Regions from separate parts of the Mus musculus genome. Here all the other regions are linked to region 1. A link is a contact called in public ChIA-PET, Hi-C, HiCAR-type, HiChIP or PLAC-seq and promoter capture Hi-C data. All regions are on one chromosome and are shown on one strand. The core of a region is the stretch at or near the end of the contact, and the rest is flanking DNA. Distances in the headings are between cores, read along the strand shown. Region 1 holds the start of Npm1 (nucleophosmin 1). Region 2 holds the start of Snrnp25 (small nuclear ribonucleoprotein 25 (U11/U12)). Region 3 overlaps 4930469K13Rik (RIKEN cDNA 4930469K13 gene). Region 4 holds the start of Sh3pxd2b (SH3 and PX domains 2B). Region 5 holds the start of Mpg (N-methylpurine-DNA glycosylase). Region 6 holds the start of Nprl3 (nitrogen permease regulator-like 3). Region 7 holds the start of Hbq1b (hemoglobin, theta 1B).

What was found. Hi-C and Micro-C count contacts between places; a contact is called where the count stands out from the background. ChIA-PET counts read pairs in DNA pulled down with a chosen protein or histone mark. HiCAR-type assays count read pairs that join an accessible place to other places. HiChIP or PLAC-seq counts read pairs in DNA pulled down with a chosen protein or histone mark. Capture Hi-C pulls out chosen DNA fragments and counts their contacts.
Region 2: a promoter capture Hi-C map of liver shows a contact between it and region 1, with 3 times the contacts expected there. The contact joins the promoter of Snrnp25 here to the promoter of Npm1 in region 1. A contact is called at or near these places in 3 of 39 promoter capture datasets (hippocampal neurons, liver and pre-B cells), 3 of 484 Hi-C or Micro-C datasets (cortical neurons, muscle stem cells and regulatory T cells), 6 of 115 datasets of contacts at active chromatin or transcription factors (differentiating embryonic stem cells, embryonic forebrain, forebrain and 3 more) and 2 of 9 other capture datasets (adipose tissue and liver).
Region 3: an RNA polymerase II ChIA-PET map of memory CD8 T cells shows a contact between it and region 1, with 37 read pairs. The contact joins the enhancer-like site here to the promoter of Npm1 in region 1. A contact is called at or near these places in 1 of 39 promoter capture datasets (hippocampal neurons) and 6 of 115 datasets of contacts at active chromatin or transcription factors (astrocytes, effector CD8 T cells, embryonic forebrain and 3 more).
Region 4: a contact with region 1 is called in a Hi-C map of muscle stem cells, with 3 times the contacts expected there. The contact joins the promoter of Sh3pxd2b here to the promoter of Npm1 in region 1. A contact is called at or near these places in 10 of 39 promoter capture datasets (the 3T3-L1 cell line, 3T3-L1-derived adipocytes, frontonasal cranial neural crest and 5 more), 3 of 484 Hi-C or Micro-C datasets (cortical neurons, embryonic fibroblasts and muscle stem cells) and 7 of 115 datasets of contacts at active chromatin or transcription factors (astrocytes, embryonic forebrain, embryonic limb bud and 4 more).
Region 5: a contact with region 1 is called in a Hi-C map of CD8 T cells, with 6 times the contacts expected there. The contact joins the promoter of Mpg here to the promoter of Npm1 in region 1. A contact is called at or near these places in 3 of 39 promoter capture datasets (hippocampal neurons, liver and pre-B cells), 1 of 484 Hi-C or Micro-C datasets (CD8 T cells), 7 of 115 datasets of contacts at active chromatin or transcription factors (astrocytes, embryonic forebrain, embryonic limb bud and 4 more) and 2 of 9 other capture datasets (adipose tissue and liver).
Region 6: an HNF4G HiChIP or PLAC-seq map of pancreatic cancer cells shows a contact between it and region 1. The contact joins the promoter of Nprl3 here to the promoter of Npm1 in region 1. A contact is called at or near these places in 1 of 39 promoter capture datasets (pre-B cells), 5 of 115 datasets of contacts at active chromatin or transcription factors (bone marrow-derived macrophages, embryonic forebrain, large pre-B cells and 2 more) and 1 of 9 other capture datasets (liver).
Region 7: a contact with region 1 is called in a HiCAR-type map of astrocytes, with 3 times the contacts expected there. The contact joins the promoter of Hbq1b here to the promoter of Npm1 in region 1. A contact is called at or near these places in 2 of 39 promoter capture datasets (hippocampal neurons and pre-B cells), 3 of 115 datasets of contacts at active chromatin or transcription factors (astrocytes, embryonic forebrain and forebrain) and 1 of 9 other capture datasets (liver).

The regions. Positions count from the first base shown.
Region 1 is chr11:33,160,981-33,164,526 of GRCm38.p6, reverse strand. Npm1 (nucleophosmin 1) reads left to right here and starts at 1,321. Exons shown (of 11, transcript NM_008722.3): 1 at 1,321-1,605; 2 at 2,900-2,979; 3 at 3,302-3,421. The coding sequence starts at 1,548.
Region 2 is chr11:32,203,421-32,207,023 of GRCm38.p6, reverse strand. Snrnp25 (small nuclear ribonucleoprotein 25 (U11/U12)) reads right to left here and starts at 1,609. Exons shown (of 5, transcript NM_030093.3): 1 at 1,361-1,609; 2 at 1-64. The coding sequence starts at 1,402. It also overlaps a transcript of Il9r not described here.
Region 3 is chr11:34,008,128-34,012,025 of GRCm38.p6, reverse strand. The region is part of intron 4 of 4930469K13Rik (RIKEN cDNA 4930469K13 gene); the gene reads left to right. Among named protein-coding and RNA genes, the nearest start is that of Gm51857, 27 kb to the right of the region's middle. Within about 2 kb of position 1,630, at least 150 of the 459 cell types and tissues checked have an H3K27ac peak or open chromatin away from gene starts, as enhancers often do. A contact at or near this core is called in effector CD8 T cells and memory CD8 T cells, where this site is marked.
Region 4 is chr11:32,345,230-32,349,111 of GRCm38.p6, reverse strand. It overlaps Sh3pxd2b (SH3 and PX domains 2B), which reads right to left and starts at 1,272. Exons shown (of 13, transcript NM_177364.4): 1 at 1,144-1,272. The coding sequence starts at 1,218.
Region 5 is chr11:32,223,973-32,227,856 of GRCm38.p6, reverse strand. It overlaps Mpg (N-methylpurine-DNA glycosylase), which reads right to left and starts at 1,352. Exons shown (of 4, transcript NM_010822.3): 1 at 1,140-1,352; 2 at 1-105. The coding sequence starts at 1,316.
Region 6 is chr11:32,266,422-32,270,180 of GRCm38.p6, reverse strand. Nprl3 (nitrogen permease regulator-like 3) reads left to right here and starts at 2,474. Exons shown (of 13, transcript NM_181569.3): 1 at 2,474-2,758. The coding sequence starts at 2,641. RefSeq lists enhancers at 853-1,235, 492-1,398.
Region 7 is chr11:32,285,654-32,289,625 of GRCm38.p6, reverse strand. It overlaps Hbq1b (hemoglobin, theta 1B), which reads right to left and starts at 2,662. Exons shown (of 3, transcript NM_001033981.3): 1 at 2,519-2,662; 2 at 2,219-2,423; 3 at 1,714-2,112. The coding sequence starts at 2,613. The coding sequence ends at 1,984.

The sequences.
Region 1 (3,546 bases), core at 72-2,571:
TGAACTCCTGATCCACTTGCCTGTGCCTCCAGAGTGCTGGGATTAAACCAGCATGAGCTGCATTTAAATAAGCTTCAGAATCCAGAAACAATCAAACTGTCTGGCTTGCACAGGCTCAAGGGGTATCAATGCTTCCTCCTGCACCTTCTCAGTTTGGATGGTCAAATTCTGTTCACCCGTTCTTTCCCACACTATACCCAGTCTATCTCTGTTTATTTTATTATTATTATTATTTTGGTTTTTCGAGACAGGGTTTCTCTGTATAGCCCTGGCTATCCTGGAACTCACTCTGTAGACCAGGTTGGCCTCGAACTCAGAAATCCGCCTGCCTCTGCCTCCCGCAAACTGGGATTAAAGGCGTGCGCCACCACGCCCGACTTTTTTTTTTTTTTTCTCTGTTTATTTACACACACAATTCTTCCAAGTTTCATGATTTTTTCCTTATAGTTGCAAACTGAAATTCACATATTGACAGATATCTCCGAATTTAGGATTTGATACGTAATGGGCTCACATGCATTTATATCTGACACGTCTCTGGAGTCTACAAACATTGGTACCATTATCTACATTCCTCCCCCAAATTCTTAAATATGCTAGCTCCATGTTGAGATAAAAAGATTAGGGCCGCTGTCAGAAAGCACCCAACGCTGAGGGATGTTCGTCAGGATTCATTTTAAAGCGCTAATTCCCAGCCGAAGATTCGTATTAAGGCTCATGAATTTCTAAAAAAGCGATAGGCCTTCATTTGGAATGATGAAGACGGCCTGCGTTTTCTCAGTTCTGCACGCTCTAAAGTTTTAGAAAGATGCTCTTTGGAGGCGACTGACTGGGTTTCTCTTTGGTCCCCAAATGACATAAAGCTGATAATTTTCGTTTTGAAAATGCTGCCTCAGAAAAGAGGTGCAAAAGCATGGCTGCGGGGAAAGTAGCCTAGATCCAGCCACTCCGCCCTGGGCTCCTGAAGCTACGTGAAAACGAAGAGCAAGCCTTCGAGCAAGCCAAATCCTGAGGTGATTATGCTTGTTCCAGGCCTACGGGGAACGGAGGGTGGAGAAAAGAGACGCTCTGTGGTTCCCTGGCTGCAGCCGCCATCTTTCAGGGTGGGCTGCGCACGCTCTCGGCCCTGGGCCCGCGAGCACGAGCGGAGAAGACGTGGAAGCCCTGAAAACCCAGAGCGAGGCCACAAAGAGAAAACGCGCCTGCGCTTGGGCGACAGTAGTGGAGGGACGGGGCCAGAGACGAACGCGCGTGCGCAGTGAGAGCCCGCCAAGCACCTGGAGGAGGAGGGGGGCGAGGTACCTAGGCGTGAGGATGAAAGGCGCACGCGCAAAAGCGCGACTGTGCGGGGAGTGGGAGGGATCCAGAGGAGGCTCGCGGAGGCAGGACTAGCGCAGATCTCGCGAGATCTCCTGCGACCATATATACGTGCGGAGAGCCCGCGTCCTTTCCTTGGCGTGATTCCGTCCTGCGCGTCTGTTCTGTGGAACAGGAGGCAGTTGTTTTCCGTCCGGCTTCTCCCACACCGAAGTGCGCGCCTCCACCTCATGGAAGACTCGATGGATATGGACATGAGTCCTCTTAGGCCTCAGAACTACCTTTTCGGTAACTGACTGGAGGGGGAAGCGTGTGCAGGGCCTGGTGATGGGGGGGGGGGCGGGAGCCCAGCCGAGGCCTGGCGTGTGGGGAACGCGGCGTAGGTGGAGGCCGGAGAGCAAGGAGGAATCTCCCAGGCCTTAGAAGCAGCGGCCTGAACACTAGGAAAGCCGCCGGAAAATGGGGCGGGAGCGGCCCAGCCTGTAGCCTCGGGTGTTAGGAGCGGCCGGCCGGCCGGCGAGGGTGCGACCTTGCCTGTGGCGCGAACTTGAGAGGCGTTTCTCCTGTGCACGAAAGCCCGCACGGTCGCTTCCGAGCTCCTTTTTTTCCTCTTGTGTTGAGCCACGGCAGGCGGCACGGGAGAAAGGGGCCTGTGGAGCGAGGCGAGGCCTACCTCCGCCCTGTTGGGGAGGATACATCTGCAGGCGCTGGGCTTTCCAGGGGCCGCATCTTGTATTCTGTGGCGACCGAGGGCTTCGCCCAGTAACGGGGAATGGTCCGAGCAGGCGCCCTGAGGCAGAAGGGGCAGCAACCCCTAGGAGCACGTGGTTGCCACGTGGTTGGGGGTTAGGGAGGGGGTGTGGGCTCTACATCCGGGCTCTCCGACTCTAGCCAACCTTCAGCCGTGGGATCTTGTGGCTTAGTTAAAAGTTCTGGGAGGGAAATGTTTATTTCATAGCCCGTGGCGTATGGGTTTTTGAGATCTTTGTTCATATCTTTCAGTATCCACAGTGATGGAGCCCCCCCTTTTTAATTTGCCTCTGGTAGGCGGAGTCAGCATCACGTTGCAGATAGCTGTACTGATGGCCCACGTGGCTTAATGTTAGGAGTACCCTTAAATCATCTACCTGGCTCTATCTAGAACTACTTTTTCTTGGGGTGGGGAGAGGGAAGGATCTGTTGAACAGACAAGATTCGCTTTAGCATCAAGGCTTTTGGGGATCACATCTATAGTCTTGCTGCCTACCCTACACCCAGTTTTTGTTTAAAAGAATCAGTTTGTTTTTCAGTGATTCACGTTTTAGCTTTTTAACAGTCCTGAGATTAAAGGAACAGTGAACTCTGCCACTCGTTCATTAATTCTAGTAGTGTTTATACCGATTTCACCATACTACTTTAAAGAGACTCATTAAGTCTACTGTGGAAACCAGCAATGTTGCCTCAATGTAGTTAGTACTATGAGAAAATTAAAGATTTTTTTTTTTAATGTTTCATTTGAGTTGATTTCACAGAACTTTAGGCTTTGGGTTTTGATGTAAGTATCATTGCTAGGTTTGCTTTCTTGTTTTTGTCTTACATACAGGCTGTGAACTAAAGGCTGACAAAGACTATCACTTTAAAGTGGATAATGATGAAAATGAGCACCAGTTGTCATTAAGAACGGTATGTAAGCTCTGAAACTTAAAAACATTTCAGACATTTCCTACTGATGAACTAGGAGTTTAATCCCAGAAAAGATAGGGGATCTTTGTCACTTGTAATTTTGTATAGCTTGGTCACTCCAAGGTGCTAGATAGGTGCTTTGTAGAACAGTGCTTGTTTTTAATCTGCCAGCTTTATTCATTTAAAGGAACAGTTGTGTATATGGTAATTCTGTTGTGAAACGCTTCAATTCTAATTCTAATGGTGAGATGACTAGTTTTCTTTTCGTCAGTAGTGGTGAAAAGCCACTTTAAAAGTTTCTTTGAAACATTTTTATTCACAGGTCAGTTTAGGAGCAGGGGCAAAAGATGAGTTACACATCGTAGAGGCAGAAGCAATGAACTATGAAGGCAGTCCAATTAAAGTAACACTGGCAACTTTGAAAATGTCTGTACAACCAACAGTAAGTACATTTCTAAATTTTGGATTTCATGTTGGTTCAGGTCTCTTGCGTCATTTGGGGTCAGTGTCATTTAGGTTTTGCAAAGACGTATCTTTTACCAAGATTATTTCTGCTGCTATTATAAA
Region 2 (3,603 bases), core at 360-2,859, 960 kb after region 1:
CACGGACAGTCATCGCCTGGCCATATTCCAGTGCAATCTGGGAGTTGACCTCTTCTAGAGTAACCTAGGGAGATGGAGATCATAAGAGCTTTCTGGTGTTAGAATGGGGCAATTCTGTGTCTGAGAGTCCTGCCCCAGTGGTCCTTTCCAAACATGCCCTTTCACTGACATGGCCCTACCCACACTGCTGGGGAGCGTCACTTGGAGACACCTGATGCCTTAATGTCTCCCTAGTTATAGATGATATATACCTACCTGTCAGTGGCCCTGATCAAAAAAGGGAACCAAGCTTGCCTACTGTTATGGTTTGCATATGCTCAGCCCAGGGTGTGGCACTATTAGAAGGTGTGGCCCAGTTACAATAGGTGTAGCTTGCTGGAGTAGGTGTGTCACTATGGGCTTGGGCTTTAAGACCCTCATCCTTGCTGCCAATATTCTGCTAGCAGCTTTCAGATGAAGATGTAGAACTCTCAGCTCCCCCTGCACCATGCCTGCCTAGATGCTGCCATGCTCTTGCCTTGATGATAATGGACTGAACCTCTGAACATGTAAGCCAGCCCCAATTAAATGTCCTTATAAGAGTCCACGTGGTCAGCCACCTCAGTGAAGTTGGAGATTAGGTTGTATTGAATAAACTTTAAAGGAAAAAAAAAAAAAAGGAGTTGCCTTGGTCACACTGTCTGTTCACAGCAGTAAAACTCTGACTAAGACACCTATTGTGTGTTAGGATTTTCAATTAACACTGGGCCTGGCGATCCTGAGAGTATTGTATCAAGAGGCTCCAGGCCTGTACCTCAGGTCCAGGGTGCAACTGACCGGCTACCTAAAACCTTTGATAACAAAATGTCTTTTGTTTGTTTTGAGGCAGAGACCCACTACTCCAGACCCTTGGCTGGCCTGGAGCTCTCAATGTATCAGGCTGGCCTCAAACTCACAGAGATTCCCTTGCCTCGGCATCCCGGGTGCTGAGATTAAAGGTCTGGCCAGACAAGAGATGTTTTAATAAAACACAGAGGGAAGTACAAATAAACTTGTGTAACTCAGTGGTAGAGCACTTATTTAGCATTCGAAAGGTTCTCAGTTTGGCTCCCAGTTCTGTGCGCACACAGACGTTAAATAAAAACACCTTTGATTGGCAAGGTTAAAGAATACATTAACTACTAAGTCACGCATACTGAAGTTTCAGGCAAAAGGAAAAGACTTGTCACACTCATCCTGAGTTCATATCTTAGTGTTTGTTTAATTCAAACTTCACGGCTCAGAGGGGCTCCTCACCCTAAGCGTTCCACTTATGCGCAGAAGCGTCTTTCTCTGGTGGGACCACCAGCGCCCATCCACACCCCAGAGCCCTGTCTCGCACCTGGATCGGAAGGTCGCAGAGCAGCGGGTCTTGCACCACCATGGCGAGACCTTCTTGGAACACGTCCACAGCCTCGGAATGGGGCAATGTCTCCTCATCATCCTCGTCGTCCTCCGGCACCTCCGGCCGATCCTCAGCCTCCGGGTCCTCCAGGACTGCCTACTACTAGACTAGTGTTGCTTTCCGGCGCTCCTCCAGCCTGCCCTGCCTTCCAGGTTGATAAGCAAAAGGCGCGTGCGCAGTGATTGTGTCCCGCCCCGACGAGATAGCTTAGCCAATGGTATACTGCGTGGCTTCAGTAGCCAATGAAATGTGCGAGTCTTCGGGAGGCTGGGAGCGTGCAGACAGCAGGTTATTGGCTGGATAGAGCAGGTCACGTTGGTGGTGCGAGCGGCGCGGGAGCTACGAGCTATTCTGTTCCCCGCTGCTGAGCTTCTCTTCGGTCTGGGCTGGTTGTCAAGGAAGGCCAGCGTTGCTATCGTTTCGCGCAAGACACCTGTCCCCGTGCACGGCATCACCCAACAAGGTGACGCTGGGAGGCGGGCGCCTCCTGCTGCCTGGGGCCTGCCGTTGCCACTCGCGTGCTGTTGCCCCAGCCAGGTCGCTTCGCAGTCACTTGAGATTATGCCATGGGCTCCATTCCAAAAAATTGCCTAAAAGGTCCACTTTAAAGTAAGGTGGAAGCCGGGCATGATGGTGCACGCCTTTAATCCCAGCGCTTGGTAGGCAGAGGCAGGCGGATCTCTGAGTTCGAGGCCAGCCTGGCCAGAGTGAGTTCCAGAACAGCCAGGGCTATACAGAGAAACCCTGTCTCAAAAATCCAACCAACCAACCAACCAAAAAACCCACCAACCCCCTCCCCGCACAAAAACCAACTCCAACTCCAACACACACACACACACAAATAGAATAAAAAGTGAAGTGAAGCTTTGGCTTGGTGGCACACACCTTTAATCTCAGCACACAGGAGGCAGAGGCAGTTGGATCTGAATCGAGAGCTAGGTCTGTATGGGAGAGCAGGGACTACAGAGGGAAGTTGTCTAAACAAAACAAATCTAGGCGGGACCTGTGGTCCTCGGAGCTGTCAAGGGCAGCCTTGCCATGCGCTGATCTCTAGTCCTCGTGTTCTTTTACACCACCAGTCCCTGTAACAACTGTTCTTATGAGGACGCTGTGTAGGCAGCACTGTGGGCTTTTTCTTTTTTCTTTGCTCCCGTCACATTCCCTGGATAGCTACTTTAATCACTTGCCTCATTTTTAAAATCCTATGTGTATGGGTCATTTTCGGCGTGTATTTCTTCTGGGCACTGAGAAACATCGTGTGAGTGCTGGGAATCAAATTTGGCCCTCTGGAAGAACAACAACCGTGTCTCTCTCTCTCTCTCTCTCTCTCTCTCTCTCTCCCTCCCTCCCTCTCTCTCTCTCTCCCTCTCCTCCCTCTCCCTCCCTCCCTCTCTCCCTCCCTCCCTCCCTCCCTCCCTCCCTCAATCATGGTTATCCTACTTAAAACTCTTATCCCCTATGCCAAGCTTGTTGTACGCACTTGGAGAAAATCCTAGCACTTGGAGAGACTGAGGCAGGAGAAAGGGTTTAAAGCCCAGGAGAGTTGCACAGCAGAGATAAAGAAGAAAGTAAGAGGAACAGGTTACATAGTGAGACCCTTTCTCAAAACAAAAATAAACAGAAAATCTACAGTATAGATTAATGTGGCCATAAGTAAGCACAATTTATTTGTCTTTGACATTTTTGTTTGAGATATCTTCTCTCAAATGAACTGTTTCAGGCAATTTTGGCTTTATCAGCTATGTCTATTAGTTTTCTGCCTTTATCAGCAGAAAAAGCAAGCCAGATCTTTCCTTTCCCATGTTTTCCTTTCTAGGCCATCACGATTTTCATGTCCTACCATTCTACCTCATACCTATATCTATATTTCTATAGCTCCATATTCCCACATGCATACACATCTGTGAACCAGAGTATCAGTTATTAAGCCTTGTAAACATAATTATATTTGCCCTTGGGGACACCAAAAGACTAAGCATTAAAGGAACTCTGGCCTATTTTGAGGGTAGGGTAGTGTGCTTGTGGTTGGGCTCAGTTAGTTATTGTAGGCAAAATTATGAATGTGTCTTCACTTGGAAATTAAGCATGGCATAAGGATGTGTGTCTGGGTGTCAAGTTTACAAGGGGTGGACTTGTATTGATTAATATTGACTGTCAACAAGACAGGGAATCGCCCATGG
Region 3 (3,898 bases), core at 381-2,880, 850 kb before region 1:
AAGACTGATGAGGGAGCTGAGAACTGAGAGGCTCGAAGCCTCAGACTGCAGGCTGCCTTACAGACATCTCTCCATTCCCACTGCCTGTGGGAAATTTACTTCAGGGGTACATGGCCTGCTTCTTCTCTGTTTTCATGTAGTTCTACTTTGTTTTTCTTCTCCTTAAGAAAAATAAATAAATAAAAAGAGAGGGAAGGGATGGGCACTATTGCTGTTACAGAGGACCTAGGTTCAATTCCCAGCACCAATTCTCAACCATCTGTGACTCCAGTTACACACACACACACACACACACACACACACACACACACACACACAGTGCACATATATACACAGGGGAAAGCATCCATACACAGAAAATAGAAAATAAATAGAGGAGTGGTGAGATGGCTTAGTGGGTAAAGGTGCTTGCTGCTAAGGCTGAGGACCTGGGTTCAATTCCCAGTGCCCACATGGTAGACAGAAAGAAGTGATAAGCTGACTTCTACATTTCTACTGACACATGTCTGCACATGCATATACATGAACGCACACTACCAAAAGCATGTAAATAAATAACTCATAATAATAAAGGTAAGGGGCTGGTGAGATGGCTCAGCGGTTAAGAGCACCGACTGCTCTTCCAAAGGTCCTGAGTTCAAATCCCAGCAACCACATGGTGGCTAACAGCCATCCGTAATGAAATCTGATGCCATCTTCTGGAGTGTCTGAAGACAGCTACAGAGTACTTACATATAATAAATAAATAAATAAATAAATAAATAAATAAATAAATAAATAAATAAAATAAAACAAAACAAAACAAAAAAATAATAATAAAGGTAAAATGTCTAGACATGTTTGGGAGGTGCCAGAGGACAACCTTGTAAGAAAACAGATGGTTTAAAGCTAGAATTCCCCAGCCCAGACGCTAGAATGCAGCTGCTTCCTCTGGAAGACTCCCAGAGCACACGCGCTCTCTCACTCAGCACACATGCACACACTCACTTCTACACTTCCAGCCCCCAACCTCAGGAAGTAGATTTCTCAAAAGCTAGGGCTGGATATGAGTCACAGGCAATTCCATTTTGTTTGGGGCACAAGACTTGTACTGTTTGAGGCCAGAGGAAGTTACTGAGAAGATGTGGTCCTAACCCCAAGGGAAATTCCCACCCGACAACTGTTTGACAGTCTGGGAGGAGCATGTTCCCTGTTCCCAGAAAGGATGTTGTTTCCCCAGTCAAGGTCTTGAAATCTGCAGGGCCTGGGACTTATGGGTGCAGCTGGGCTAGCAGAGAAGGAATGTGAGCAGCAGGGGGTCCTTTACAAGAGTCTGCAGAGTCAGAGTAGGAAGGAGGTTCTTGTATCTGCATTCAACGATAGGGCATGGGAAGGGGAGCATGCCATTAATATTTGGCACCTCAATTGCTCTGAGGTTTCCAAACTTTCCCTGGGAGCAGCAGCCTTTGGAGAGAGAAGGTGAAGGAGCCCCACAGCACCCTCCAGCCCCCCCTGCCTCCCTCTTCAGCCCATCCCACGTTCCTAAAACCCCAGGTTGTGAAGGAAGTGGTGAGGACTGTCAGTGCTCTCCTTGGCCCACATCAGGACAATCTAAGCAGAGAAGAGAATGACGTGGACACTCTTTCCTCCATTGCATCACAGTGGGAGAGGAGATGAGGCCTGCTGGGGAGGTGACCGCCCTTAGGGGCTGGCCCTGTGGTTCCCTGGAAGACAGGGAGGTGAACTGTCATGAAGGTTCTGATCAGACCTCTTCTGATTCCTTTCCTTTCTCCAGTGCAAACGCTTCGATGTGCCTCCTGCCATCCTGGTCCTTCAGCTCACAGGGTAGGCAGTGAGGAGTCTAGAAGCAGTTGCAGCTCTGACCTGCTTGCTGGCCTGGGGTGTGGGGGCGGGGGTCAGTTCTGCTGGCAGCCTCCCTCCTAGGCTACTCAGAGTCTACCTCAGAGACACTCCCTGGTGATAGTGAGGTTGACCAATACTCTTAGCAGCTCCTTGAGGAAGCAGAGCCCTCTCTCCACCACTGAGTCACAGGGTGGGCCGAGAGCATTGCGCCAATCCCAGCATCAGGAGAGTGGAAAACAACAGCACCGGCTGGTGAAACCACAGGAAGACAGAGTTTCAAACAGTCACCAGTCAACAAAAGACACCTTCCTGAACCTAGAGATCAGAGAGAAACCTGGGCCCGGTTTTGGGGGAGAAAAGAAACATTAGAAACAGATATTCTTAGCTGAAGTTTTGCTAGAAAGAACTTCTCCCAGAGGTTTTCTGGGGACACACATGAGCCACCAGAGACGACACACAGTCTTGCCCAGTGGCAGACAGCCTCCACGAGCACAATGACAACAACTTAGGCACAACAGAGAACTGGCCGCCAGACTGTACAGGTCATTGTGTGTGTGGATTCAAGGCTTCTGAAGGCAAAATTTGAAGATACGTAAAGAAGATATTATAATACAATCCACTTTGGCCATGAGAATTACTAGCCAGGGTGATGGAAGTCTGTGGGTGACAGGAAGTGGCTGAGCAGGTATCTCTGGAGAAACGTTTTTATGTAGGGTCATGGTGGCCTTTGTGCAAAGCTGCGGTTCTGACTGAGTGATCGTTACTGTTGCCTTTACAAGTCTCCGCTATGGTTTCTTTTCTTTTTCCTTCCCTCCCCTCCCCTCCCCTCCCCTCCCCTCCCCTCCCCTCCCCTCCCCTCCCCTCCCCTCCCCTCCCCTCCCCTCCCCTCCCCTCCCCTCCCCTCCCCTCCCCTCCCCTCCCCTCCTCTTCTCTTCTCTTCTCTTCTCTTCTCTTCTCTTCTCTTCTTTTTTTTTTTGGTCAGGAATGGCAAAAGCTGCCTTGGTTTTGATCCTGACAAACTCACAGTGAAGAACAGAAAGCAAGATGTTTTAGAAAGATGCTTCCAGAACAAGACCTGGCCACAGTCCGGTTAGCCACTCAGATAACCTGCAAACCCAGGTGGCAGGAGTCCTAGCTCCTCGGTTGCTATTAACTGAGACATTGCAGTTCCTCCCCAGCAGAGGGCAGAGTAGCTTCTCATTCGCCTCACCTCTTCGACTACAGCTAAAGGAAAGTCTGTTTAACAAAGAAAACGTAACTTGCCTTCTGCAAAGCTAAACATCAATTAGCCTACAAGCCTTCAGCTGGTCTGGGTGTGATAAAAACCCCAACGTTTCATCTTGGACCATATCATGACATCACGATTCTTACCAGGAGATTATGGGACTGTGCTCTGTGGCTGAAGCGTCTCTCACCTTGGCCCTGTGCAGTCAGCTCCTCATAGGCGAGCCTAGGGAAGCAGTACCAGACTTCTCTGGAGCCCTGAATTCACACCTTTGCCCCAGGTTAGAGCCTATTTGTTCATTTGCTGTGAAGATGTTTGTGTCAGTTTGTGATCTTTGACTAAAGTGGGTTTGGGGCGATGCGTGTCCAGTGGATCCCAGCGTGGGCTGTGGAAGCACCACCTTCAGGCACCACAGGCAGCCGCTTGGACCACATGTCCACAGGTTCAAGCAGTTTGGGCCTCAGAGGCTAGATCAGTTCCTCCAGCAGGAAGAAAGAGGAGAGGAGTCCGGACTTCACTTCCGGGTGCTACTGCGTCTGACTTCCCCTTTTCGAGAAAGCCTGTCTTTTTCTAGGGTTGCTATCGAACCTCCTCAGTTAATCTGTCTGTGGGATGAAAAGCTTCCTGCCACACTCGTTACCCTGTGTTATGAGAGAGATGCCTTCCGTGGCTTGGCTTCTCCCTGTGTTATCTGTTTCTCCCCTGCCATGTGCTGGCTCTTTCTCTTTCTCCACTCTTCTGCTTGGGTCCCGCTAACCCCAAAGATGGGAAAAAGACCACGGACCCAAATCATCATGGCCAAACTAATCAAGGCAATTAATTAATTAAAGC
Region 4 (3,882 bases), core at 23-2,522, 820 kb after region 1:
CAAGACAATTTAGCTGAGCTCTGAAGCAGGGAAAACTTAGCTCTATTTAAAGATACCACAGGTCCAGGAAGCAGCCCCCCGCTGGCTGGCCCAGGGCTGAGTTACTGAAGGCCTAGACTATAACAATACACTGGAACACAGCACACCCTTTCTTGTAGAGTACAGTGGATACCCGGCCATCTCCTTTCAGAATTTTATGGGCGACTCAGGGAAGGCATGTATAGCTGTCTGCTTTGTAAGAATGGATCTCTTAAACAAATAGATCCAAAGGGGCTTCCAGGGAGGCCCCTGGCCAGCCTTTCTCCAGCCAACGCCCTCTCTAGTCATTGTTCCTCACTTCTTTGTTAGGATTTTTTTTTCCCTCCCTCTTGCTTTTTTCTTTCCTGGTTAACTTCTTCAGGACTGGCACAGCCACAGGGAAGCCAGTCCCCCTCACACCTGGAGTGAAGTCCCCAGGGCCTCCTCTAAATCCACTGTCCTACTACCCAGAACCTCTGAGGTGGAACCAAGGCCACCTCAACCTCCAACAAAGTCCCCAAGCAGCCTGAGAGGCCACTTCCCACTTGAGGGTCACCGTGGGCCCCAGGCCCATCGTCCACGTTTGAGAATCCTCAGCCTTTGAGTCTCAGCGTTCCCATCTGCAAAATGATGCCAGGGACCCATTTCCTCCACACCTTAGCAGCTCCAAACAAAATTCTCCTGTCACAGAGGGGGGTTACTCCTGGGGAAACTTTCCCACATTGTTAAGCGGAAGTTACAGGGAAGGGGCGCTCAAATGACCCATGCACAGAAGGATGAAGGGCTAGGTTCGCTAATCCTATGAGGCTGGGCGCCTCTGGGTAGGAGGGTGGCCTGAGACCCACGGCTCCGTGGGTTTCTCTCCTGGTTTCTGTCTTAGTCTGCAGCAGCGGCTGGGGCCAGACTTTTGTACGGGTGGGCAAGGCGAGAGCTCGCGAGGAGATGGCGAGGACCAAGGGGCGAGCGGGGAGATGGCGGGGAAGGCACAGGGACCAAGGGCTCGTGGGGAGACAGACAGCAGGGAGGGCGCGGGGACCCGGGGCGCGTGGGGAGACGGCGGTGAGGGCGCGGGGCACAAGTTCTGCGCGGGGCTGGGATCGCCGCGTGGCGCGGACGCCGACTCACATAATGCTTGTTGGGCACGCGCCGCTTCTGCACGTCCAGCACCTTCACCTCCACGATACTGCGCCGCGGCGGCATGGCCGTTCTCCGCGCCCAGCGCCGTGCGGGCCGGGCCGGGCCAAAGCGATCCTTGCCGCCGAGCACTTGCCGCCGCCGCCACCGCCCTCCGCGCCCCGCCCCTGCCCGCCTCCACGCCGCCCGCCCACCCTGCTTAAAGGGCCCTCCCGGCCCGGCCCGGCCACGTCCGCCCGCGGGCCTTTGTCCCCGCGCCCGGCGGGACGGCGCGCTCCGCCCCCCGCGCCCGGGCCTGGCGACTCTAAACCCAGGCACCCAAGCATCTTGCTCGAGCTCTCCATTCCCGTTAAGGGCTCAGGGAGGTTGCCCATCCCCCTCGGTGTGTGAGAACCGCTGGCGTGCCAGTCGCTATAAATCCGATCGCTTGCCCCCAGGGCTGGGGGCGGGGGCTGGGGGTCAGGGAGAGGTGGTCACTAGGTCTCTTGGGTTTACTGTCTATGACAGGGAGAGGAAAAACTGCAAAAATGGCCTGGCAGCCCTGCACAGGGCTGCGAAGGTGAAAGAGAGCAGGGATGCTGGGTAGGTAGCAAGCCCCTGACCCCGTGGGGGACTGAGTCCACACCTGGCCCTGTGCCCTGTCATTATCACGGATGCTCACTTAAAATCTCACAACACCTGGGAGTTGGGGGTCAGGAGGGGATGGTTAATCGCCTTTTACAGAGGACCTGAGGACAGCCTCTAGATTCATGGAGCAGGTGGGTCCAACCCATGGTTGCCCCACACTAAGCAAAGCAAAGCTACAAGTGGCTCCACATCTCTTTTCTCTAGCTCATCCTAGCATTGGCTGGGCGCTCAGTAACTAACAGATGCTGGCTGAATGAATGGATGGATGGATGGATGGATGGATGGACACACATAACACCATGGATAGGAAGTTCAGACTGCAGGTAGTGGTTTCTCAGCCACGAAGCAGGGGTTCCCCTTCAGGCACCTCCCCACCCATAGATCAGTCGAGGAATTTCTTAAGGGAGAGTTCTCGTCAGTCCAGGCAGGCCTTGCAGACTACTTTATTTTGAATCCCTCTGGAAACCCCTCTATTGCCTTTTTGGCTTCTTTGTCCGTGCTTTCTGCTGTTCTGGCCTTGAAGGCTGGTCTGGATGGGCTTCACTAATAGAAGGGGTTACTTGATTGGTACCAGGCCAAGGCGGGAGGATTGTCTTTACCAAAGCCAGTTTTGTACCAAAGATGGCTTTGTGCTGCCTCAGGCACAGGACTATCTTCTTGGCGCTCTTGATTAAGCTGTTCTTACTGACCCACTCGGAGATTGTGGAGAGTGGCATCCATTTGGAACCAGGGCCCTCCCTGGCCCAGTAATTCCCTCCAGTGCACCAGATCCTAAGGTGCTTCCCCAGCAGAGCTGCCACCCAAGGCACCCGCTGGTTTCTCTCATGTCCTGCACAAAGCAGAAGCACAGACTGTAGAAGTTGGATGTACCTGAATCAGCTAGCTCCTCCCACTTCCCAGTTCCCCAGCTCTGCCTGTAGCTGTAGTAATGCCATCATCTTCCCTGTCCCGTCATCCTTGCCCCCATCCTCCACCTCCCACCCTTGCCGGCTGATTTCTGAGTGTGAGTCGGATCACTCTGGGTCGCTCACAACAGTTCAGCCTTGCAGCTTTTGTCCTTGGGTGTCCGCCTCATTTTAGTTAAGCACCCACAAGGTGCATCTGCGTCCTTGCTACCTGCTTCAGAACCTCCTTCCTTTTTGTGGCTGAATACTTTTTCATTGTGTGTTTCCTAGCCCTTCCTTTTCTTTATTCATATAAATGTGGTCACTTTGGCTGTTGCCACCCTTGGGCTATTGTGACTAAGGCTGCTGGGAATGTTGACATACAGATGTCTGTTCAAAGTCCTTACTCAGTAGTTCTTTAGAGTATGTTCTGGATTGCATGGTAATTCTACCTGGATTTGCTCATTCTTTTGTGGCGCTGCATGCCTGTCTTCCTGGTGGCAATTTTGTTTACTTATTTTATATATAGGAAGGCTCTATCTCATGTACACCTGTGTGCTGGAAGCAAGCATTAGATCCCATTACAGATGGTCATGAGTCACCATGTGGTTGCTGGGAATTGAACTCCGGACCTCTGGAAGAGCAGTCCATGCTCTTAACCACTCAGCCATCTCTCCAGTCTATCAGCAGCGCACAAGAGGCCCAGCTTTTTCCAAACACTCCCCCCTGCCCCTTACTTACTGCTTCTTCTATTGTTCTTGACCACGCCATCTCAATGGTGTCAGGAGTGACTCACTGTAGCTTTTATTTGCTTTTCCCCAATGATTAATGACAGGAAAAAGACCTCTGCTGTTTAAACTCTGCTGAATTTTACAAGGGGGTTAGTGCTTTTCTCTTGCTGTTGTGAATCAAGTGGGAGGGAAATCTCACTTAGTCCTAAGCTTGCTCCAGCCCAGCTATCAGCCTAACAGTATTTGTTGAGGTCTGTCTGTGAGCTTGGGGCTGGCCTGGCACTTTACTTACTAGGGTCTTGTCTTACTAGGGTCTCATAGCCCTGGGAGTTACAAGTCATCCTTCCTGTTTGCCGATGGGGAGGTTGAGGAGGTGTAAACAGACAGGTACTTCCCTGTGATGACGTTGCTGAGATGACATGACATTTGCAGAGAGTCTGACTCCAGACTTTGTGTTCAGCCATCAATCTGTGCCTAACAGGGCATGA
Region 5 (3,884 bases), core at 103-2,602, 940 kb after region 1:
GATACTCCGCCGGAGGCCCGGGGTCGACAGGAGTCTCTCTTTAGGGGTCTGCTGCTGCTCTGAATCTGCCAGTCGCTGCTTTTTTTGCCCAATCTTTCGGGAAAGCTGTAATGGGAAAACAAAACAAAACAAAAGAAGTGTCTGCCTGCCTGCCTGTTTCTCTGTAAAGTGGGGTGCCTGTTGGGAGTCATTCTAAGGCATACCGCCTCAGGGGACCTTGGGACTAGGTGTAGGTAATGACAGGCTGCTAGTGGTGACAGGATGGGTGGGCATTCTCTGCCCACACCTGCTACACATAGGGGAGACATGGATAAGGAGCATTAGAAGGTGGGTGCCTGAGTCCAATACAAAAGAGCTGGTTTTTCTGATTCCCACCAATCACACCATCTCCAAGGAAACTTGTTTCTGGAACCTGGTTCTTTGTTCCTAATCCTGGCCAGGAATTAAAATACAGTCAGAACCTGGGCAGGGCCTATCAGAGAAACATACTGAGTTTGTCTGGGCACTGCTCAAAAAATAGGTCACAAGACCACCTTGTTACTGACAAGACCTGACACACAAATGGGCATGCATGGAGATGACCATCTGCCTGGTCCCATTCTGAATGCTCAGGGTAGAACCCTGCTGGCCCCCAACTGTCCTTTGACTGTTTGGATATTAGAACAACTAGGAACAGGGACAAAAAGTCTATGGGTCTATAGGACCAGTAGGCACTAGTCTACCAAGTGCCGATAAACAAAGCAAGGAAATCTGGCCACATCCTTCAGCTATTGTGGTACAACAGGAGGGGATTAAAAGGACAACTGGGCAGTGAACCTGGGGCCAGGGCCAAGACCTGTCTTCAGTCCACGCTGAGCTGACTAGTTAAACAGCCATTACTCTTTTAAAGGACAGGGTCCCATGTGGCCTATGCTGGCTTTGAACTCCTGATTTTCCTGCGTCCATCGACTTCACAAGTACAGGCGTGCGCCACTACGCCGGGGTAAGACCCATTATTTTTATCTGTTGTGCTGACATCCAGGTTGGACTGAAGCTGCCAGGCTGCCGGGAATGGATGCTGACGTGACCGTCTCTGCAGCCCGACCCACTGTGCCAGCTCGCCGTGGGCTCAGACTCCGCGACGCGGCGCCCCCTCTCACCGGCGCTGGCATCTGGCCGACCTCATGATATCCGGTCACTAGGGATCCTGCTCTGGCATTCCCTGGGCGGCGGGCTCGTCCAAGAAATGGAGGCTGCTCGGTGTCGGGGAGCAGGGTCACGGACACCGGTTTTAGGGCTCCTCTGCCCGGGCGCGCACTACCACCGCGCGCGGGCATCTAGTCGCCGCCAGCACAGGCCAGGCCACCGGAAGCGCGGAGAGGGCGGGGACTGGAACCTGCGTCTGCGCAGAAGGCATGTAGCGCGGGGGTGGAAGGAATCTGCAGAAGAGGCGGAGCGAGGACTCTAGGGGCGGGACAGGGCGGGGCGAGTGTAGAAACCTTTCACCAGTAGGATTGGAACCCAGGTTCTCTAGATCTGGTTCTGTCCCAATGGCCCGATTGCCATCAAGACATCCTCTCTGAACCCGGACTGAATTTTCAAGGGTCCCGGACCAGAAGGCTCTGCCTTGGGATAGGGTGGGCCACAGAGGGTGTGTTGGGTGTTGTAGAGAACAAACATGAGGCCTTGGGAATCTCAGTCTGAATTCTGATCCTAGAACTGTCCTTCCCCAACCTTATCTCTGAATGGTGGAACTGACAGCAAGTGGATGCCTGCCCCATCTGGAGGCCCCTACCCTGGATCATCACAGATGATAGGTGGAAGGAAAGGGAATTCTGTCTCTGCAGTGAATCCCCACTTACATCCCTGGACCCCTAATGCCTGGAATTGCTACGAAGAGGGCTTACCACCTAAGCTGGAAGGCAGGACCAGGGCTGCAGGAGCTGAGCGGGATAACAGTTCCTGGCATCTCCTAGTGATTATTTCTCTGGGACCTAGGCTTGCCACCCACCCTATCTGTAACCTTTCAAATGAGGTTGTGCACCCGTACTCCTCGAGTGGGAAGTGACTGACCCAAAGGAAGGGATGATGGGAAGGGAAGTCTTGGGATAGGGTAAGCTGCTCCCTTCCCCCACTTCACTCACTCTCTTCTACCATTCCAGGAGTGATGTGGGTCTGAAGGGTTTCAAAGCAGATACAATCCTACTTTCCCCATTCACACTGCCTTATTAAAACCTTTCAGGGCTTGTCAGAGCTGTTTGATTTCTGAGACCCTGGCATCTAGGACTAGACAGAGCCAGAGGCCATATGCTTGTCACTGCTATATGCTCAGTCCTTAACTGAGCAAGGCACTTAGCCTAAGGACTCTGGTCCCCAGCTGCAACTCTACTGGCCAGCTCCGGGACTGAACTCTGGGCCTGGCTGGGGCTCAGCCATTCCCTCTCATGGGCCTCAGCTAGGACTTCCTGGGGAGGGAGCGGCAGCCTCTCTGCCTGCCTGCTGCCTGCTGCCTGCTGGAAGCAGTCCAGCTGTTTGTGGCACTCTGTGCAGTTTCTGGGGCTGGGGTGGGGGCAATATGTTGTAAATTTGAACTACCGAGGTTGGCCTTATCCCTCATAGCCATTCTGTCTAAACAATGCCTCTCTTTTCCTGTGAGAATAATGCCCCTTCCCAATCTAGGAGGGAAGCTGAGACCCTAGTTAGGTTCTGGTCCCCTGTTGAGGGCATTCTGAAGACTTCACCTTTGGGTGAATGACAAGCTCCTTCTGTTTGGTGGGCAGTCTGATTTCTGCCCCAGGCAGAGACGGGGGTGGAGGCCAGCATCTTATTCTCCAGATGTTCTGGCCAGAGTGTGGGATTGTGCAATGTCTGCCCCTCCCCCCCCCACTTCCTGGTCTGTGGCGAAGCTCCCACTGCAGGCTGGAAGTGCTGGGTTGGGCTTCCCTACTGTGTTTTGCCAGCAGACTTGCCAGGAGTAAAAGAATGTCCAAGAGGAAGGAGCCTGGGACCTCTTCTGTGCCCAGTGTACCTTGTGCCTGCCTGGCTGGTGACAAAGATGCCATTGGGAGATTCTTTGAAAGGAGACAAGGTTGGGGTTGGAATGGTGTCTCCACGGGTTGTGGGAAGGCTGGAGCTGCCTCCAGTCGTGGTGGCATGGGCTGCCAGTCCCTGCTAGCTCTAGGCTTCAGTTTCACTGTCTCAGGGGCTTAACACACTGACTGGCTCAGTTGCCTGTCTACCATGGACAAAGCAGGAGCTGGGTTGGAGCCAGCTGGCTCCTGGTTTGGAAACTGGCACCCTTCAGCAGCTTCTCAGCAGAGTGGTGGCTATTACTCTGGCAGGCCTTAGTGGGTCTCTATAGGTGGGGGACCCTCTATGGTTAGCTGTTTCTTGGGAAGAGAGGGTAGCTATCAGGCAGGCCAAGGAGAGCTATGCTGTCAGGCTGCTAGGATCTTGGCCCAGGAACTTATAGAGCCTCTTTGCTGAGTCCAATACCATGAGGAAGGGGTTTCTTCAGAAATAGCTGGAACTTCAGGCCTTTGAAGTCTAGCCTGGGCTAGAACAGGGCTAGCCTTGGCCATTCTGTCTTCTCCCCAGCTAGGTAGTGTCCAGGATCCATCTCTACATCTCTCTGTGGGGTGCTTGGAAGCTAAGCTGTGGGTTCAGGAAGTACCCGTTGAGATTCCTTTTACAGCTCAGGGATTCTAACCACACAGATGCTGGCAGAGTACTACACAAGACCTGGAGGTAGTGTAGAAGCCTGTCTATCCCAACACCTATTCACCAGTTCCAGAGTATTAGAAACTGCAGCTGACTTCTGTTCGGCACAGTCAATAAAAGTATGTGAGAAGCCACGGGTTGGATTCTTCCACCCAAAGCTTAGGTCAATAGGGCAGGTAGGAGGT
Region 6 (3,759 bases), core at 1,225-3,724, 900 kb after region 1:
TCTGTTTCAAAACAAAACAAAACAAAACAAAACAGAACAAAACAAAACAAAACAAAACAAAGAGAATAAAAGCACAGCCAAATATCAGAATTAAGAGAGAGTATAAGCCCCGAAAAACAACAACAACAGAGAGAGAGAGAGAGAGAGAGAGAGAGAGAGAGAGAGAGAGAGAGAGAGAATAAGCACATTTTAAAGGCATTGCAGAGCCGTCCTGTGTATGTGACAACAGTGTGTACTGGATTCTTTTGTGTGACATTGATCAATGACATTTATAAAGTGCTTTCCCTCACAGGGCACCAAACTTTCTGTGTTGCATCCTCAACCCTCAGAGCCACTCTGTAAGAGCAGCTCTGTTCTCGGTGGGGCTGGCTTTGCTCTGTTAGAACAGTTCTGTAGTCGGTGGGGCTGGCTTTGCTCTGTTAGAACAGTTCTGTAGTTGGTGGGGCTGGCGTTGCTTTGGTTTGGTTTTAAGGTAAGGGCATAGACACTCAAGGAGATTATAAACATTGCCTGTGGTTCCAACTGAGGCGAGAACTAGCTGAATAATTTGCGGTGGGCTGGGTTGTTGACTGGATAGAGGCCATCTTGGCTTCACAACCTGTGGACACAAAGAGCCTGGCCCTGTGGGGAGTCCGGGATGCTGGAGCTGCTGATCTATAGTCAGTTCTGCAAGCTCCAGGCACATTTTGAACTTGAGCAATTTGACTCAGATCAGGTCTGTCTGTTCAATCAAGTAGAAGAAACCAGACTTGGGAGGGCAGTCTGTAGATCCCCCAAGAAAGGTGACCATGGGAGGCAAATTAATCTCGTCCATTCAGTTTCACCAATTAAACCTTTCTGATGACTTTAGACTCAACTTCCGACCCAGTGTGATGAAGGGTCATCTCTAGCCATAGGATTCAGGACAGGGCAGAGAGTTTAAAACTATTTCTGTTGTGGGCGAGTGGCTCTTTCTTGGAGAGGAACACTCAGTGAAGAAGGCAGCTCCCAGATAGCGTCTGTGAGCTCCACCCAGCCCTTGGCCTGAGCAAGTGACGGGACAGATAAGGCCTGGCACCCATATGGTTTCCTACTCTACCTAAGGGAGACCTTGGGGGATGGGGTGCAAGGGTCCAAAGTTCCAGTTTCCAAAGGTTTACTTCTGCAGAGGGGGTCTTGAATCCACATTGTTTTACATTTGAAATGAAGCCTCTCTTCTGTAAGACTTTAACATCAGAGTCGGAAGGTATGGCCTGCAGAGCTCAGGCTGGCTCTGCTCCTTCACAACAGCTCAAATCCAGCTTCTGGCGGGGAAACTGGGGTCCCCAGTGGAGTCCACGGTGTGACCTACGTTTTGATTTCTGGAATAGCTGATGGTATTTCTTCACAATGATGTGGACACCTTGGGAGTTGAGGTGATGCATCCCAGGTTAGTTAGTCCTGGGTTCTCCTATCCAGTGCTGTCAGTATTGGGTAAGGCAGCCTCAGAGGGGAGTACAGTGGACTTCTGTAGACTGGGATCTCATCATTTCCCCCACACGCAGCATTATTACCACGTCCATTTCAGAGCTAGTGACGGTAGAAAAGATTGAACCCAGGGCCTCGTATATAATGTCAAGTGCTCACTAGCAAGCAACATCTCTTTCCCTTTTTGAGAAGGCCTCAATGAGTTGCCCTGCCTGGCTTTAACTTCCTATCCTGCTACCCTAGTCTCCCTAGTAGCTGGAAATACAGGTCTCCACCACTGAGCCTGGCTGTCACTATTAATTACATAGAAAATTATACTGTGAATACTCCTGTGAAGGTTGCTGGCAAAAAATGGGTCCAGAGATCATAGTTGGGGAAACTCTGGGCTCCTTGGTTTAGGTCTTCCTATCTCAGAGGCAACCACTGGGGTCCCAAGGCTCTGGCTAATCAAGTGGCAGAATGGCCCGGGGGAGTAAGAGGGAAAACCTGGACCACAGTCCTGCCTGGCTCAAGTGCCCCGGTCCCTATGCACTCCCGCTGGTTCCGTGGGAAGGTCCCACGACCCATCCCAGGCACCTGGTTCCATCTCTCTGTCTGCTTCCCTCCCAGCCCCTTCCTACTCCTGACCTCACACAACACTCAAATCACACATGACTGGGATAAAGGCTTGCAAAATGAGTTAAAGTCATTCCTTTCACATCACACATCCAAACCATCAAAAGGCAAACATAAGTGCAACTCTCAGACACTGGCAAATATTCAAATGGTACCTTCTCATTGAGTAATAGTTGGGGGGCGGGGAGGGGGAGGTTGAAATACGACTATTTTCTCTCTTTGTAAAGTTTGAAAACATGATTGTTATGTGATGAGCAGGCTAGTACAATCCAGACCACCGCTCCTGCCTTTCTTACAGTTTAAAGTTTATACGCTCTGGTTAAATCAAGTGTATGACTTTAAACTGCAGACAGCTTTCCCTAGCGAGCTACTAGAGTGCAGCCAAGGCGTCGCGCCGGCGCAGTCGCCTGTCCGGGCATGCGCGGGGGCTGTGGAGCGCCGCTCGGCGAAGTCTCGCGAGAGTGAGCGCCGAGGCCGAGGTGCCGGCTTCCTCCGTGTCCCTGCGGGCCCGGCGCCTGCCTTCGGCTTTTGCGGTCCCTACGCGAGTTCCTCTCAGGCGCACGCCCGGGCTCCCGCAGGATGGGGGACAATACCAGCCCCATCAGCGTGATCCTGGTGAGCTCGGGCAGCAGGGGCAATAAGCTGCTCTTCAGGTACCCCTTCCAGAGGAGCCAGGAGCACCCCGCGTCCCAGACAAGTAAGTGGCTCCTGGCGGTCACCCGCCCCGCCACGCGCAGTGCACAGTGCGGAGGAGGAGGAGGAGGAGAGGGGCCGCGGCACGACTCCTGAGTCTCCAGCCCATGAAATAAAAATGCGTAAGAATTGCCAGCTCCAGCAGTGGTGCGCATCTGGGATCCCAGCGCCCCGGACGCGGAGGCCGGGGTATTGCCATGAGCCCAAGGCCAGCCATTTCTCCAGACAAATCCAGAAAGACACCAGATTTTACAAGCACAGACACGAATTTATAAGTTATTTTAGAAAATATAAGCGACTTTAAGGTCTGAAGTTGATCTTGAACTCTGGTCCATGCCCATTGTGGATAACTGCTCACCATCTTGATAATCATCCCTCCTGTATATAAACTCTGAAAGTGTACCCACCAAAAAATAAAATACAGCATCATCCTTTCCCCGAGCCCCTCAGAGAATCTCAGGACACTCATTTGTTATTTTGTAGCATCCGCCTTGAAGGTTCTTGGAGTTATTGAGCACATAACTCCTGTCTAGTCGCAGTACACTGCTGCATGGATCAGGCATAGCCTGCCTCTGTAGGCAGTGTTCTTTAAAGCTCGCTAATATAATACAAAGGGTTTTAAGTTATAAAAACATAAAGATGGTACCAAGCTCTCAGAACCCCCTCCCTCATCCCCCTAAAGGGCAACTATCGTCACCATTTTCCAAATCTGTTTATACACAAGCAAAGCACACATTCCAAGTACAAAAGGAACTACATGGCCCATTTTTTCCCTGATATATATATATATATATATATATATATATATATATATATATATATATATATTGAAATAGACCGGATGGTCTTTTTGCTCATTTTCTTCTGTACTTTATGTCTATGTCTTAAACAGGTTCAACCTCACCCTGAGACAGGTTTCCTGTGTAGTCCTGGCTGTCCTGAAACTCACTCTGTAGACCAGGCTGGCCTTGAACTCAGAGATTTGCCTGCCTCTGCCTCCTGAGT
Region 7 (3,972 bases), core at 1,413-3,912, 880 kb after region 1:
GCTCTCCCTGCTATGAACCAGAGCAATGACCAGCATGGCGAGATATGCCTGGGGGCGGGAGGGTAGGGGTACTCATTCTTGGCAGTAACCAACAGCTGCCTAATTGGATGTAAGCCTGCTCAATGATGGCGGGTGGGGGGGAGTCCACTCTGTCAGTGTTTTTCCCATGTCATAGAAGTTTGTCATGCATGTGCCATAGTAGGAGATGATCTCACAGCTCCTTCTACTTTCTCATACCGGACAGTTTGCCTCATGTCCAGAAAGAACTGAAGGCCTGACTAATGGATGTTCAGGGCATGTTCCTTAGCCTGAGAGGTAGCCAATGTGCAGGTTAAAAAAATCAGTTTTTTTTTTTTTTTTTTTTTTTTTGCCATGAATATGATAGACCTTAAGCAGCCAGAAGAAACTACCTGCCTTCTCTGAAGTCCACTGAAGGTAGGATTGGAGGGCCCAGTGCCACCTTTCTACACGACAGGCTTTGGTGCTAGACAAACCTTATTCTAAGATATTGAGTCTGGCATACAGTGCTTTAACTCCAGACCTCCTGACACTGAAGTCCCTAATACACATACCCTGGGCATGGCAGGGTTGGGCAGGCAGCAGTTCAATGATTAAATGTCTCTAGGACAGTGCCCAGTGTGTCCTGGACATCCACTGACACCCTCATTCAGCATTATCAATACTGTGAATCCCATGTGGATCCAGGCAGGTGACTGCCTTGCAAATAGGACCAGGCCTAACCCATCTGGATCTGAGCAGAGTCTAGAGAATGACCAGAGTGGAAGCCCAGGAGAGGGTGATGACTGGGGGGCACACACCATTGTTTTGAACATTGTCACTTATGCTGACTTGTGCCCTCAGTTTCCATCACCTTTCTGAGAGACAAAGCCACAGTTCTGTAACTGATGTGGCCAAGGCTAAAGGCATGGATTTGTACCTCGATGTCATAGGACCCAACAGCGGAGACCCCTGAGCTTCCTCTGTTGCTTGAGAATATGTGAAGGTGCTAGGACTGATCCTCCAGCTGCAGTGGGACTCCTGGTACCACCCAACCCATGACCCTTTGGAAGTGTGGTCTATAAAGCCTTCCTTTCTACTCTGTTCTCGCTAGGCAGCGAGAGCCAGTTCATTCACTGTGGGCATGTCTCTTTCCTAGTTAGCTACAATTTGTGCAGCTTGGAGCACTTTGACACAGGAGACCCCCCCCCCTTCCCATCTCAAACACAGAACACAAACAAACAAAAGGTCAAATAAAAATAAAAAGAACCCAGGTTGAAGAGATGGCTCAGTGGTTAAGAGCATTGACTACTCTTTTGGAGGTCCTGAGTTCAATTCCCAGCAAGCACATGGTGGCTCACAGCCATCTGTAATGAGATCTTATGCTTTTTTCTGGTGTGTCTGAAGACAGCGACTGTGTACTCATATACATAAAATAAATAAACCGAAAGAAAGAAAGAAAGAAAGAAAGAAAGAAAGGAAGGAAGGAAGGAAGAAAGAAAGAAAGAAAGAAAGAAAGAAAGAAAGAAAGAAAGAAAGAAAGAAAGAAAGAAAGAAAGAAAGAAAGAGAAAGAGCCACTCTGGAGCCAGGTATGGTAGGTAAACCAAGGTGGGTGGGGATTGGGGGATGGTTTGGAGAAAGGGGTGGAAACAGAAGGATCAGGAGTTCAAAACCAACCTATTTTTTAGTATGGATTTGAGAGACCAGCCTGGGTTACATGAGAACATGAAATTTATCTCAAAGGCAAAAACACAATAAAACAATACAAACAAGGGATGGCTGCCTCCCATATGAGATCTGAGACACCAGCTTATCTGTACTTTCAGTCTCTTGGAACCTTGTTTAGGAGTACTGGACGCGGGGAGTATATTTCTCTCGTGCCCCTCTGCGTCCAGGACAACAATGCAGCCCTGGGGAGGTTTACTCAAACATTGTGAGCTTTAGGAAGGGCATGGGTGGAGACTATAGAACCCTGTATCCCCAATTCAGCGATATTTGGAGACCAGTGCCGAAGTCACGTGACCCAGAAACTTGTCCAAGGAGGCATGCATCTCTGGGCTGAAGTCTCCAGGATAGTGCCTGGCGAGAGTCACCAGCAGACAGTGGCTGAAGAACTGAAGAAAGAGAACCGCCACGCCTTGCCTTAATTTCTCCCCTACACCAAGCCTTGAAGGGACCCACATCTCCAGCAACCCGGGGTGAGCTCAATACAGGACTCACCTGGAAGTTAGCAGGGTCCACACAGAGCTTGTGCGCATGTAGATCACTGAGAGCAGACAGAGAAGCAGGCAGGTCGTCCAGGTGCTGGGTAGCGAGAGTCAGTGCATCGGCCACCTTTTGGGCATGGGCTTTAACCTGGCTAGAGCCTGGCCTCAGGTCCAAGTGTGGGAAGTAGGTTTTGGTGGAGGGGAAAGCCACGAAGGTCCTGTAGGAAAACAGGGTTGGGCTCAGCCGGACCCGGAGGTACAGAGAGCCGGTCTTCGCCCCGCAGTCCGTTGGAAGATGAGCCCGAGGGCGTACCTCTCCAAAGCCTCGGTCGCGTAGATTCCGACATTGCTGCCCATCTTCTTCCAGAGCGCAAGGACCAGCCACTGATCATCCTGGGACCGAGCCATCTTCAGTGAACTGAGCCTTGCGCTCTGCCCGCTGGCTGAGCTCAAAGACGTCCTGAAACACAAGAGGCCGCCAGGGGGCGCTGCATCGTTCCAGGATGCCTAGGTGTTCACAGATTCTGGTTCAGCTTTGAGCCCTCTGTTTCCCTGGGCTCCCCCTCCACGCCTTACATTTTAAAGTGTTTACTGCATGCACATTGGCATATAATATGTACTATCGATTACAATGGATTTTAGTGTTCATTTGGCACTGTCGGCTCGTCCTGCCTCCCGAGTCGTTCGGAAACTTCACAGGTTTTCCTTTCTTATTCATTATTGAAAAGGACTGAGTGTCAGGAGCCCGTACCCATACTTGGTCTTTTTTTTTTTTTTTCTCCTGGAACACGTCTCCTTTCGTTAAATATCAACATAGTTAAATCTGCATTTAAAGGGGATGGACAGATGGCTCAGCAGTTAAGAGCACTAACTGCTCTCCCAGAGTACCTGGCTTTGGTTCACAGCACAAACATGCCTGCTCACATTTGCCTGTAAATTCAGGTCAGGTAGATCCAAGCCCTCTTCTGTCTTCCACAGTCATACAAGAGATGCACAGATATCCATGCAGCCCAAACACCCACACGTGTGAAATAAAATGAAAGAGATTTAAATCTACATTAAACACCCCTTTCAATCTGGGTCTTGTGGCACAGGTACAGGTTAATCTTAGCACTTGGAGGCAGATGTAAAAGGATGTCTGTGAGTTCAGGACTATCCTGGCCTACATATGGAACTCCAGGCCAGCAGTGCTACATAATGAGACCCTGACTCTGCCTAAACCACTTCAGATAAAAATCCCCTTTAATACATTCCAACTGTGGGGGCTGGAGAGATGGCTCAGTGGTTAAGAAGATGGGACTGCTCATCCAGAGGTCCTGGGTTCAATTACCAGGAATTACATGTGGCTCAAAACTATCTGATGCCCTCTTCTGGTTTGTCTGAAAACTGCTACAGTGTACTTACATAGTTAAAATGAATAAATAATTCTTCAAATAAATAAAATCTAAGTCTGTTTCAAAAATATATTCTTATCAGAGCTGTGAGAATTAAGTAGATGAAAAATATTATATGCCTGGATCATAGGGCAAATTCCTTTGGGGACAATGACCTTTAGAGTGCCTATTATATATCTCAATAATGACAGCAATGATGACACCCTCGGTGAATACATCATCATTACATGAAAGATTCTGTTCTTATTTGGGTTTTTGTGTGACTATGGTCAAGTTCCAATGTTCTGGAACTAGAGGCATGTGGCTCAAAGTCCTGTGCATTTTAGACATGTTTGATGGGTATACGTCAGTGATGTCATATTCTTCCACAATG